Linked DNA regions of Hordeum vulgare: region 2 is linked to region 1. A link is a contact called in public Hi-C data. All regions are on one chromosome and are shown on one strand. Each heading gives the region's core, a stretch centred on a gene start, on an enhancer-like site or on the middle of the called end of the contact. The rest is flanking DNA. Distances are from core to core; before and after follow the strand shown. Region 1 holds the start of LOC123449138 (phosphomevalonate kinase, peroxisomal). Region 2 holds the start of LOC123449142 (receptor-like serine/threonine-protein kinase At2g45590).

What was found. Hi-C and Micro-C count contacts between places; a contact is called where the count stands out from the background.
Region 2: a contact with region 1 is called in a Hi-C map of seedling, with 2.8 times the contacts expected there. The contact joins the promoter of LOC123449142 here to the promoter of LOC123449138 in region 1. A contact is called at or near these places in 3 of 6 Hi-C or Micro-C datasets (leaf and seedling) and 1 of 1 datasets of contacts at active chromatin or transcription factors (embryo).

What each region holds. Positions count from the first base shown.
Region 1 is chr4H:497,941,022-497,946,895 of MorexV3_pseudomolecules_assembly, forward strand. LOC123449138 (phosphomevalonate kinase, peroxisomal) reads left to right here and starts at 2,474. Exons shown (of 10, transcript XM_045126237.1): 1 at 2,474-2,607; 2 at 2,734-2,884; 3 at 2,964-3,061; 4 at 3,182-3,294; 5 at 3,379-3,431; 6 at 4,189-4,578; 7 at 4,836-4,937; 8 at 5,559-5,786. The coding sequence starts at 2,600.
Region 2 is chr4H:498,926,934-498,932,807 of MorexV3_pseudomolecules_assembly, forward strand. LOC123449142 (receptor-like serine/threonine-protein kinase At2g45590) reads right to left here and starts at 3,587. Exons shown (of 1, transcript XM_045126244.1): 1 at 1,325-3,587. The coding sequence starts at 3,461. The coding sequence ends at 1,491.

The sequences.
Region 1 (5,874 bases), core at 1,224-3,723:
ATGATCCGAGCGTTCCGAGTGAGCGAGGGAGGAGAGCAAAGTGGGTCGGGCTGATTTGTATGCGAGAGCAAAATTCCTCCAGCAAGAGCAAGCTATTGTCTCGCTTAAAGCGAGGAATAACTTTCACGGACCAACCATGCGTGTATAACTTAGGCCATGCCAGGGCCGCCCATCTGGCCAAGTCTGGCTGAGGGATGTGTGTGATAGACACAAACGTGGCCAAATGGGCCTACCTAGGGGTGCTTTCCGATAGCCCGTGTGCCTCGCTAGTCATGGGGCGGCCTCACATGCGGCTTAATGGGCCGTGGGTGACACGTGGCTTGGTTAGGGCTGTGCCTGGCCCGTGAGGCTAGGTATGCATGCTGGTCCGGCTGAACACGTTTAGTTTTTTATATTATTATTTTTTATACAACAAATTTCAACCCATATAGCCCAAAAAGCAACCCATTAGGACTAATAGAATGCGGTCATGTATGCTAAGAGTATGTTTGGTTGAAGAACCAAATGAAATGAAATGGAATGGTTTCATTCCATTACATTCCGGTGAAATGGATTGATTATGTTTGGTCGGAGCCAAAAACAGAAATAAAATGGTTTCATTCATTTGTTTGGTTGAAGAGACAGAACCGTAAATTTGATTGCACTCACCTCTTGCTAAGGAATAGTGAGGTTATCTCAGTATGTATATGTTGCACAATCTAAACAAATATAACTTTGGAAATTTCAGGAAGCATATTGCCTAAATTTTCAGCCGTGTTTCTTAGTTTTTGCAGCAATAACAATTTGCACATGCTTCACCGCGTAAACATCATGCATAAATTGAATGTATGGATCCAAAAATTGGGCCTCTAGCATAGCTAGCATTGCATCACATGTGCTTCTTTTATCCCACAATGAAGGAATAAAAACAATCTTTTGCTTGCTTAGGGAGAGGAAAGCACCGAGCTGCCTAGTGAGAAGTGTGTTCTAGCATAGACACATGGCAAGAACCAGCCATGCCCCGTGTGCTTTCCCATCCCGTGCTGCTTGAGGCGAGCTCACTTCCTTCCGCCGTCGTGGCACCTAGTTTCTTGAGTCGTTACTACCACCACTGGTTGCCTGCCGTAGTACGGTAGTAGCCCCTCGCCGTCGCCCGACAACCGTTGGCCAGCCAGACCTGCTCCTCTTCGGTCTACCCTGGCGATGCAGACCGACAAAGGAAGAGACGCTAGCGTTTCGCCACTCAGACATGAAAGTGAGCAGTTCCACGTGATTCCATCGATTTGGAGGTTTTGAGGGAAAATTGTGTTCCCGTTCTATTTTACTACCGAAAACAAGTATGAGGAAGCAACTATCTAAAGAGCACTATGAGGGAGCAACTATCAGAAAAATGTTTCTTTTGGAGTTTCCTAAGGATCGCTCTCAGGCGTCATCATTTGGCGCGTTTTCATCCGTCGCCACGTGTCGTGTTTAGGATGTTTCCTCCGGATTTTGCCATTTTTTTGAATTTTGCACAAGTGTTTTCATCTTTTTAAATGTTTTTTTTGGGTTTTTTCGGTGTTTTGGTTTTTCAACGGTCTTTTTTAGCTTTTGGATTTTTTTTTGCATGAAAAACATGTTTTTTTCTTGGGAGACACGTTTTTGTTTTCATTAGAGACATGGATTTGCTTCTGCGAGAGGCACATGTGTCTTGAAAACAGAAAAAGCCCTATTTTCTATATTTTTCTTCCATGATAGGTACGAATTTGCTTTTACGAGATGCACCGGCATGCTTTTCGGAAACGAAAAAACATGTTTTCTGTTTTTTCCTTTTTTAAGAGATACGATTTTGCTTCCGCGAGATGCACATATTTGATTCCACGAGAGGCACTTATTTGATTCCACGAGAGGCATGACCGTGCTCTCGAAAACGAAAAAAATATTTTTTTTCCTTTCATCAGAGACACAGTTTCCTCGTCCGGATTTTTTTAAAAAAGGTTCGTCAAACCTAACAATATAGGATCTAGTTTTGAAGATCTTGACACAAGAAATCCAACGGTGAAAGAGATGGAAATTTGGACACAGGTTTAAGAGATAAAATGTTTTAAAATAACGGATCTATGAAAAAGAAAAAACTTTTAGATTATGATAAGTGGCATACATATAATACGATACTTGTTGCGACCTAGAAAAATGGAAGTGATTTTAAAAAAAATACTCTTCAATTATTGATTTCGAAGTATAAGGCCTCATCATTTCGTTTCATTTGATGACTGAAACTAAACACATCCTAAATGTGCCGCCAGTCTGGCCCGTGAAGCATAGGGGCCGTGCCTGGGCCAAGGAGGCTGGCACGCATGCCGGCCTGGCACGGGCCGTGTACTTGTCATACCTGGCTGTCCCGTCTAACCCTGACCGGGCCGTGCCGTGCTGGGCAGGCCCATCTGCAGAACTGGGCCAAACTGCACGTCCCGGGCCAAATTGCAGCTCCGCACTGCCGTCGTCGTCGAAAGTCTTTGCAGAACGCCGCGCGGCGACTCCCCGTCCACCAGCCACCGCTCGTCCTCGGTTCCTCCGCCGTTGGCAGAAACGAGCCGCACGACCGCCGCACTCCACTCCAGTCGCAGTGAAGGGGAAGGCCATGGAAGTGTGAGTCCTCGGACACTGCTAGGTTTCGCCTACTCTGCTGGACTCTGCATCTGCCTCTCTGCGTGCCTGCCTCCGCAGTCGGGCCCCGATCCGGTCATCTCACCCCGCTCGGTCGTGTGTCTCCAGGGTCGCGTCGGCGCCGGGGAAGGTGCTCGTGGCGGGAGGGTACCTGGTGCTGGAGCGCCCCAACCCCGGCCTCGTCCTCAGCACCACCGCCCGCTTCTACGCCATCGTCCGCCCGATCCACGACGAGCTCAGCCCCGGCTCCTGGGCATGGGTGAGGCCGAGCTCTCCCCAGTCCTCCGATTTCCGCGCCACCAGATCGCTGCTTATCCTGTACCCTTGTGCTGTATCAGGCGTGGGCGGATGTGAAGGTGACCTCCCCTCAGCTCTCTCGAGAGGCCGCCTACAAGCTATCCATCAAGAACTCGACGCTCCAATTGACGTCCGCAAGGCAAGTCGCCGTTCATTCGCTTGGACCAAAGCGCCGCGTAGCACTCTTCATTTGCCCTAGTGTTGTTAGAGTTCAGTTTTTGGCAGCAGTGCACTGTTATTGATTGTGCTCATGTTGCAGGGAGTCTGCAAATCCTTTTGTGGAGCAGGCGATACAATTCTCCATAGCTGCTGCCAAAGTGTCTATTGCTGACAAGGAGAAGAAAGATGCACTAGATAAGCTGCTGTTGCGAGGTCCTGCAACTTCCCATTAGTTACCTTGCGAGGTCCTGCTGTAGCATTATTTCGTTGTTGACTCTTTGAGCTTTATTTGTGCAGGTTTGAACATCACAATTCTGGGTTCCAATGATTTCTATTCATACAGGAAGCAGGTAATGCTTCTTATTTGAATCACAGTTGAGCCCGAAAAATAAAATAAAAACAAGATATTTGATTTACATGGTCTTTGTTCCTTTTGGGTTTCCTAATCTAATCTTGAACATAGTATTCAGGACCAAATCTAAGATCTCTAAAGGGATTCGAATAAATTGATCCAAGATAACCAGAATTGAGTGATTGTGTGACCAAATTATTGTTTCAGTCACATGCGGTTACACTTCACTTATCAGGATAGGTAATGAATTGTGTAGAATTGGTTATACCATCAGGTATTGCCTATAAGTTTACAATATGAAAGTGTGGTTCTTCCTAGAAAAGAGGAAATTACTTGCGAACTTCAAACAGACACAGTGACATGCTCACATGCGAGTGTGACATAGGATGTGTATAAAGTGCTCACATTCTTTCTCCGTTTCTAGATGTCGTGTTTTTTTTATTTACTTCAACAGTTCGTGATATTGAAAAGTTACCACTGGTTTCTTTTCATGCTCAATTTATTTCTTTATGTGTAAGAGTTAAGATTCGATGCACATGTGAAGTAGGAACCCACTGCAAGGCATCCAGGAGGTTGCTACTTCCTTTCATTTATTTTTGTATGCCATTCTTTTGCACACGAATATAATTAGTTATATCGGTCCCATATTCGACCTATGTATGTATTGTCAGTCATACAATGATACAACCATAGTTTTCCCCCAAGGCATTGTGTCACTGGTAAATAATTAGCTGTGGATTTCATTGTTTCTTCAGATTGAAGCACGTGGTCTGCCTCTAACTCCAGAGGTATTGCTTTCGTTGCCTCCATTTTGCTCAATTACGTTTAACTCAGAAGTTGCTAATGGAACTGGAGAAATATGTAAACCTGAAGTGGCAAAAACTGGACTTGGGTCATCAGCTGCCATGACTGCATCAGTTGTCGCTGCTCTTCTTCATTATCTTGGAGCTGTTAACCTTTCGTGTTCGGGTCAATCATCCAGTGACACTGCAACTGGACAAGATTTTGACTTTGTGCATGCTGTTGCTCAAAGTGCACACTGTCTAGCACAAGGGAAAATTGGCAGTGGCTTTGATGTTAGTGCCGCTGTCTATGGGAGTCAGCGCTATACAAGGTTTTCTCCAGAAATTCTCTCCTCAGCTCAGGTAAGAACTCACAGATACTCCCTCCGTTCCTAAATGTAAAGTCTTTTTAGAGATTCCACTATGGACTACATGCGGAGCAAAATTAGTGAATTTATACTCTAAAGTATGTCGATATACATCCGTATGTAGTCCATAGTAAAATCTCTACGAAGACTTATATTTAGGAACGGAGGGAGTAGTTGTCTATCCCAGCAAGTGCCCAACAGTTGTCTATCCCAGTGACTTTGTCAGTAGTAATCTTAAAAAATATTTTACAGGTTATAGGCGGGAGTTGCTTGCCAGATGTAGTAGCAGATATTGTTACACGGAGGTGGGATCATGAGAAGACTCAATTTTCTTTGCCTCCTCTGATGTGCCTTGTAAGTTGGATGATTGATGACGAGGTTTTCCTAACTGTTATTATACCATTCTACTGGTTGTCACCACTCGTCATAATTACTGGCCTGCTACTGACGATATAGGATATGTAGTCTGATTAGTAGTTAGTTGCACCTCTATAATGCTTATTAACCTTTGGTTTCCATGACTGAAACTGGTAGAATGATAGTAACAACATGTGGACGATACTGTTGTAAGCATGGACACCACGAGTCATGCTTCTCTCCCTTCTTTGTAAGCAATGAGTATGCTAATATTCATGAGACCTTGCAGATATAAAATATTCTTCATCATCACTAGTGGGTCATGACTTTGACTTACTTTCTAGCTTAGCCTTCGCTTAAAATGACATGTTGTATTTGTTAAGTTTATTTGCCCTAATTTCTTGTTTTAGCCTCATGAGTTATGTACTATAGGTGATAAAAAATATTCTTTAACTCTGGGAATGCTATTTTGTAAGATTCTTAAACCAAAAAGCTTACCTAATTTCTTTTTTCCGTATGATACTATTGTTTGATATTATGTCTATTTGTCGATTAATGGGATTTTGTTTCTATAAAGTTGAATTTGGAATTTTAACATAGTGTGTTGGTTGTTGTTAGCTTCTGGGTGAACCTGGAACTGGAGGATCATCTACTCCATCAATGGTTGGATCTGTGAAACAGTGGCAGAAGTCTGACCCTCAGAAATCTGCAGATACATGGAGCAAGTTGGGAATGGCTAATTCAGTGCTGGAGAACCAATTGAGAAGCTTAAGCAAACTTTCTGAAGATCATTGGGATGCCTATGAATCCGTAGTGCTGTCCTGTAGTCGTCTCACATTCATGAAGGTAACCTTGGTAACTTCTCATTAGTTGTACTAATATATACTCCTTTTGTCTCAAAATAAGTGTTTCAAGCTTAGTACAACTTTATGCT
Region 2 (5,874 bases), core at 2,337-4,836, 990 kb after region 1:
GACCTAAACCGGCCCAGCAAAAGGCTAGTCTGTAATAAGTAATTCCAAACTTCCAGCTGAATGAGTTCGCCAAATCAGTTACCACCAGTTCTATGAATTCTACTTAGATCCAAACATAATCAAGATAGTAGGCATACAATGTACCGCAAGGTAGCAACAATGTTAGCTTGTCAAAACTCCCAGTCAGTTCTTCACAATAAATAAATAAATATAAAGAAGTAAATAATCCCTGTCAGCTAGCTTAGACATCGGCAACCCTTCTACGCATCAAGGTCTAAAACTTGAGATCTTCAAAACTGTTTAATATTTTGGTTTCTAGTCGACTTCCATTTACGGTGCCGGCCATCAGCACGGACTGAACAAATGGAGAACAAAAGGGAAACGGAACTGCATAAGGGATCAAATTAGCCATCAACTTGAGTTTCAACAGATTTCATATCAAACATTTAGAATTCAAAGAAAGGGTATTTACATATACAAGGCGCATAACATGTACTCCCTCCGTCACAGTTTATAAGGCGTGCACGTGCACCTAGGTCGTCAATTTAAGTTAAATAAAATACATTGTTTAACATAAAAATTATATCATTACAAAATAGAACATCTAAAGTTTTTAATGATATATTTTTTGTAATATATGTCTCTTATTAAGTTGGTCAAATTAACGACTTAGGTATACGTGCATGCCTTATAAACTGTGACGGAGGGAGTAGTATTCCAGAAGTGCTGATCAACTTGAATTTTCACATAGTATTCCTAACTAGGTACTGACCTCAACCAATGGAAATTATCAGGTCCAGACAGCCCAACTTGCATAGTTGGATATACCTCAAGTCCTAGACCATTGCTTTTTCGTACCAAACTATGCCCACAATGGAGAGACCGCACGAATGCCTTTTTTTATAGCGCAGTGGCCTACATGTGCTTTATATTCTATATAAACGGGCATGCAGCAAGACAGCGACTACCTGAATATACTAGCTCGAGAAAGGTTATGCTGCCATCTCAGTACAAAAAGAAATGAAAGGGATCTTCGAACATAGAAAGCTTGAACCCATCACAAAAGTGGGGCACGCCAGTTTGCTCTCAAGCCACAGCAGAATACTTTCATCCAAAGCATGTCCAAAAAGCAAGATGCTTCCCAGTCTACCAGCACAAGAGAGAACTCCCCAATCCACAATATTCAGTGGTCTTGCTGGTATCATGCATTGTATTCCAATAATCCTATCGCTAAAGAAAAACTACGATTGTGTATGTGATTAATGGAGACGGTTCGTCTTAAACTTGAACAGAAATTGCGACTGGGAATTAGTCAATTAAATGGTTAGACTGGGAATTGATGTTCTTATCAACGTTGAATTGAAACTGCCACTGTTTTTCCTACACAAGATCCCAATAAATTAAATAGACAAATCAGGGTGGTGTACAAGAAGAAACAAACATAAGAATATAACTAACACTACCTTCTGCATCTAACCAACAAACTAAACTCACCGGCCTTTCCTGCGGGATCTCAAAGGGAACCCACCAGGAGGTGACGGTGAGAACTCTACTGGGAGATGTGGTGGTTCACCCTCACCAGAGAGCATTTCAAGCACCTCCTCGCTTGATGGGCGACGGGTTGGCGACCTCTGGATACACAGGAGTGCGACAGTGATGCATAGCAGCGCCTGGTCACGGTTAACATCCAGGAGCGCAGAATCTACAAGATCAAGCAAGCGGCCAACATGGGCGAGATGCCTCGCCCACGAAATCAGACTCGCCTTCTCAAACTCAGACATGGGTGAGGCCGTCATTTGGAGTGGGCGGCGTCCAGAAATAAGAACTAACAACAAGACACCGAAGCTGTACATATCGCATTTCTCCGACAGAGGCCCTCCGCCACCGTACTCAGGAGCCACATAACAGACTGTGCCACGCATGCTTGGTGTGCTGCTCACTGCTCCACCACTCTTAGGCACAAATTCTGTACTAGCCCAATCCCTGCTACTCCTTACACCATCAGCCCACCAATCAATGGTGCCATTGCCGTTGCCACTCCTCCGACTCCAGCTTTTCATCATCGTCCACCTTGAACGTCCCTTCTCCTCTAAATCACAATCCTTCTCCCACCACTGCATGCCAGTCATCACGCCAGCATCGCTCTTTGACTTAGCAAGTGCCCGCCGTTTTTGCTTCTTGGTGAGTTCATCGGCATACTCCTCACGCCACCACTCCCGTGCCCTACGCTTTGGCTTCTTCTTTTCTGCTGAGGTGGTAGGGGTGGTTGTAGACGCTCCCGCAATCCAATCGCTCTTCGGTCTCTCCTTCTTGATCTCCGACCTAATCCATTCCATCACATAATCCTTAACACCGCCACCACCACTGCCGGCAGCATTATCTTGACGCCACCACCAGTCACTCCTAGCTCCTGATGCTCCACCATTGCAGGTTCGACCATTAAATCCACTACCAACACTGGTTTTATCACATCCGGAAGTTGATGCCGCCTCTGCATGCGAGGCAGCAGTGAACCCCTCATCATCCTCCGGAGACTTGGTGGCACCGTCTTCCCCATTCACTACAATAGCAGTCATGCTCTCGCCGGCCACTGACACATCATCATGGCATCCACCACCTGGATTCCCATTTCCAACCGCATTGTCCCCAAGCACGCCACTATCTAACTCATCTTCTTCTTCAGACTTGATCCGTGCGAGGCCGAAATCTGAGAGGCGGGCGCGGAGCTCGCTATCCAGCAACACATTGCTAGGCTTGACGTCCCCATGGATGACCGGCGGATGCACAACGAAATGGAGGTAATGGAGCGCGGCGGCCACGTCGCGGGCGACGGCGAGCCGGCGCGGCCACTGGGACACCAGCTCGGGGCACCTCTTCCCCAGCAGCGCGTCCTGCAGCGACCCGTTGGGCATGAGGTCGTAGACGAGCATCATCCGGCGGCGGCAGGGGTGCGCGGAGAGCGAGTAGGCGAAGGGCAGGAGGATGGAGGGCGTGGAGCCGTGGCCGGAGCCGACGAGGTGGGAGGCGAGGGAGAGCTCGTTGTGGAACTCGCGCTCGCCCTGGAGGGACCCCGCGGCGTTCATGACCTTGACGGCCACGGGCTGGCCCGACCTGGGCAGCGCGCCGCGGAAGACGGGACCGAATCCGCCCTGCCCAAGCTTGCTCCCGGCCGCGAAGCTGCCCGTGGCGCGCCGCAGCTGCTGGTACGACAGCCTCCGCAGCAGGGCGGGCGCGGGCTGCGTCGCGGCGGCCGTCGCCGCAGCGGACCGCTTCTTCCTCCCGCGCCGCAGCCAGACGAAGAGGGCGAAGGCCGCCAGGAGAAGCGCTGCCGCGGCGGCGGAGGCGACTGCGGAGACTGGGAGCTGGTGGCCGCCGCGAGATCGGAGCTCATCAACGACGGCCGCGGCTGCGGCGGCGGGGGGTGGGGAGGCATCGGGCGGCGGGGGCTGGCGCGAGGGCATCAGCAGCGGAGGGGAAAAGACAAGCGGAGCAGCAGGGGGGCAGTGATGAGCCGAAAAGTGATTTGGCTTTTCGCCATTCCTCAGATGCGAGCGAGCGAGCGAGCATCCACCTAATCCTCATCTGAACCTCGGCCTGCGCGGTGTGCGTGCGGAGGGAGGGAGGGAGGATCCGATGCCTCTGCCTGCCAGGTGGGGCTCGGGGGACGCCCGTGGCCCACGGGCAGTGACGAGGCGAGAACCGGATTCGTTGGAGCGACGCATGCGTCTTCGTAGGCAGTCGAGAAGGAATTTAAAGACCAAAGTGGTCAACGTAGGCCACGGGATGAGGTCAAGAGCGAACGCGATTTGCTGCGCTGGTTAGCAGCTGTAGCAACTGCCAACCGTCTCGGAAAGAAAGAAAGAAATCATCGTGCTTTCTTTTCGCCTTTATTGTACAGCTCCGAGCTCGCGAGCACAGGAGCCGTATTCCGTAGGTCGGAGGGGGTCTGGTGTTGACGGCATTTCTTCTCCGCACGAAAACAAGGCAAAAAGGTCATGGAACCGTTTAGAGCAAGTACAATAGAGCTGAGTCAGCTGGCTATAAGAAATAAAGTAGTATATTTTTGCTTAGTTGAAGGAGAGAGAAGAGGAGAGAGAAGGTAAGCGGGCTCTTAGCTAAGAGTCAGCTCTAACACGTGCTCCTAGGCACTTTGTGAGAATGAAAGGTGGGCATATAATAAATAAGTAGTACACTCTTCTAACCAACTATTGTACATGTTAGCTATAAGATGGGCTATAGGTGACATGGCATGAGCTTACAGCCGGCAACCGGCTCTACTATTGTACTTGCTCTTAGAGCAAGTACAATAAAGCTTAGTCAGCTGGCTATAAGAAATAAATTAATATATTTTTGTTTAGTTAGAGGAAAGAGAAGAAGAGAGAGAAGGTAAGCGGACTCTTAGCTAAGACCCAGCTCTACCACGTGCTCCTATACATTTTGTGAGTATCAAAGATGGACCATATAATGAAGAAGTAATACACTTTTGCAATGAACTATTGTACATGTTGGCTATAAAATGGGCTATAGATGTGACATGGCAATGGCTTATAGCCAACATCTGGCTATACTATTGTACTTGCTCTTATACAAGATGCGCCGAGCCACGTTCTTTTAAGGTAAACGCTGAGCGCTAACTGGACATGCAACATTTTTCCGTTTAAAATGTTGCAACCAGCGTCATATTTGCTGCAAGCGTTTTTATTTGCTACATTTTGTCCAGTAAAAAAACTGCATATACGTTTGGTTGCAACTCCAGTTCGTCGATTTTTTCGTTACAATCGATGTTTTTTACTTTTGCTACAACTGTGTTAATTTTTGCTACAACCGGCATCATTTTTTGCTGCAATCGTTCACTAAAAAAGTTGCATACACGTCATGTAAATATTTGTTACAACCGGCATTTGACTTTTGCTATCACGCATCATCAGCTTCCTTTTTTTTGCTACGATCACATAGATATTTTTTTTTTGCTACAAATTTTGTTTTTTGTTGCAACCGTTGAAAAAATTGTTGCATCGGATCGAACTTTTGCTGCATCGGGGGAAAAATATTGCATGGAGATCCAACGATGCGGACGCGCGGGGTTGGTGGATCGTGCGGCCCGCGCGCGGCCGGCCGAAAGTTTCGGCCCGTGTGCCGGCGCAGAGCACTGCCCTTTTTGTAAGTATCATTTTCGCACGTTTGCTTCTTCCTCACTTTCTTCCTTTTCTTTTCTCGCCGTGTCAAACTTCTCCGCTCCTATTGATCAACCATGGGTGACCTCCCCTGCGCCTGCGTGTCGTCCACCCGCTACTGCGTGAAGCCCCTCCCGTAACACGCGACCATCGTCTTTGTTCGCTCGTTTTAGCCATGGCGGGAGCTACAACAGGTGTCTGCGAGGCTGCAAACAACGAACCTCGAACAAGGTGGACACATCTCTCGAAACCCGACCCCGGTGCTGGAGACTGTTAAACGTTGTATATAGTTGCGATACGGTATTGTATATAAACCGTATCTAACTCTTGTAATTTGTTAGGCTTAGAGATAAGATCCTTTGGTTACTTGGAGATCAATCCTAAGCCTAACAAACCTTGTAATCCCTGGCGCTTGTGCCCGTCTATATTAACGTGAACGCGTCCCTGCTCGCAGCATACGCTTAATCTACGCTTTTCACATGGTATACAAAGCCTAGCTCTTCCATCGCATCTAGCCAGCCGCCATGTCTTCCTCATCTTATGATGTCGCCATGGCCACCCCCTCCATTGCTTCCCTTGGCCACACCATCACAGAGAAGCTGTCGAGGGAGAACTTCCTTGTGTGGAGAGCCCAGGTACTGCCGCACATCCGTGCCGCAGGCATGCTAAGGTATCTCGATGGATCACACAAGGAACCCAC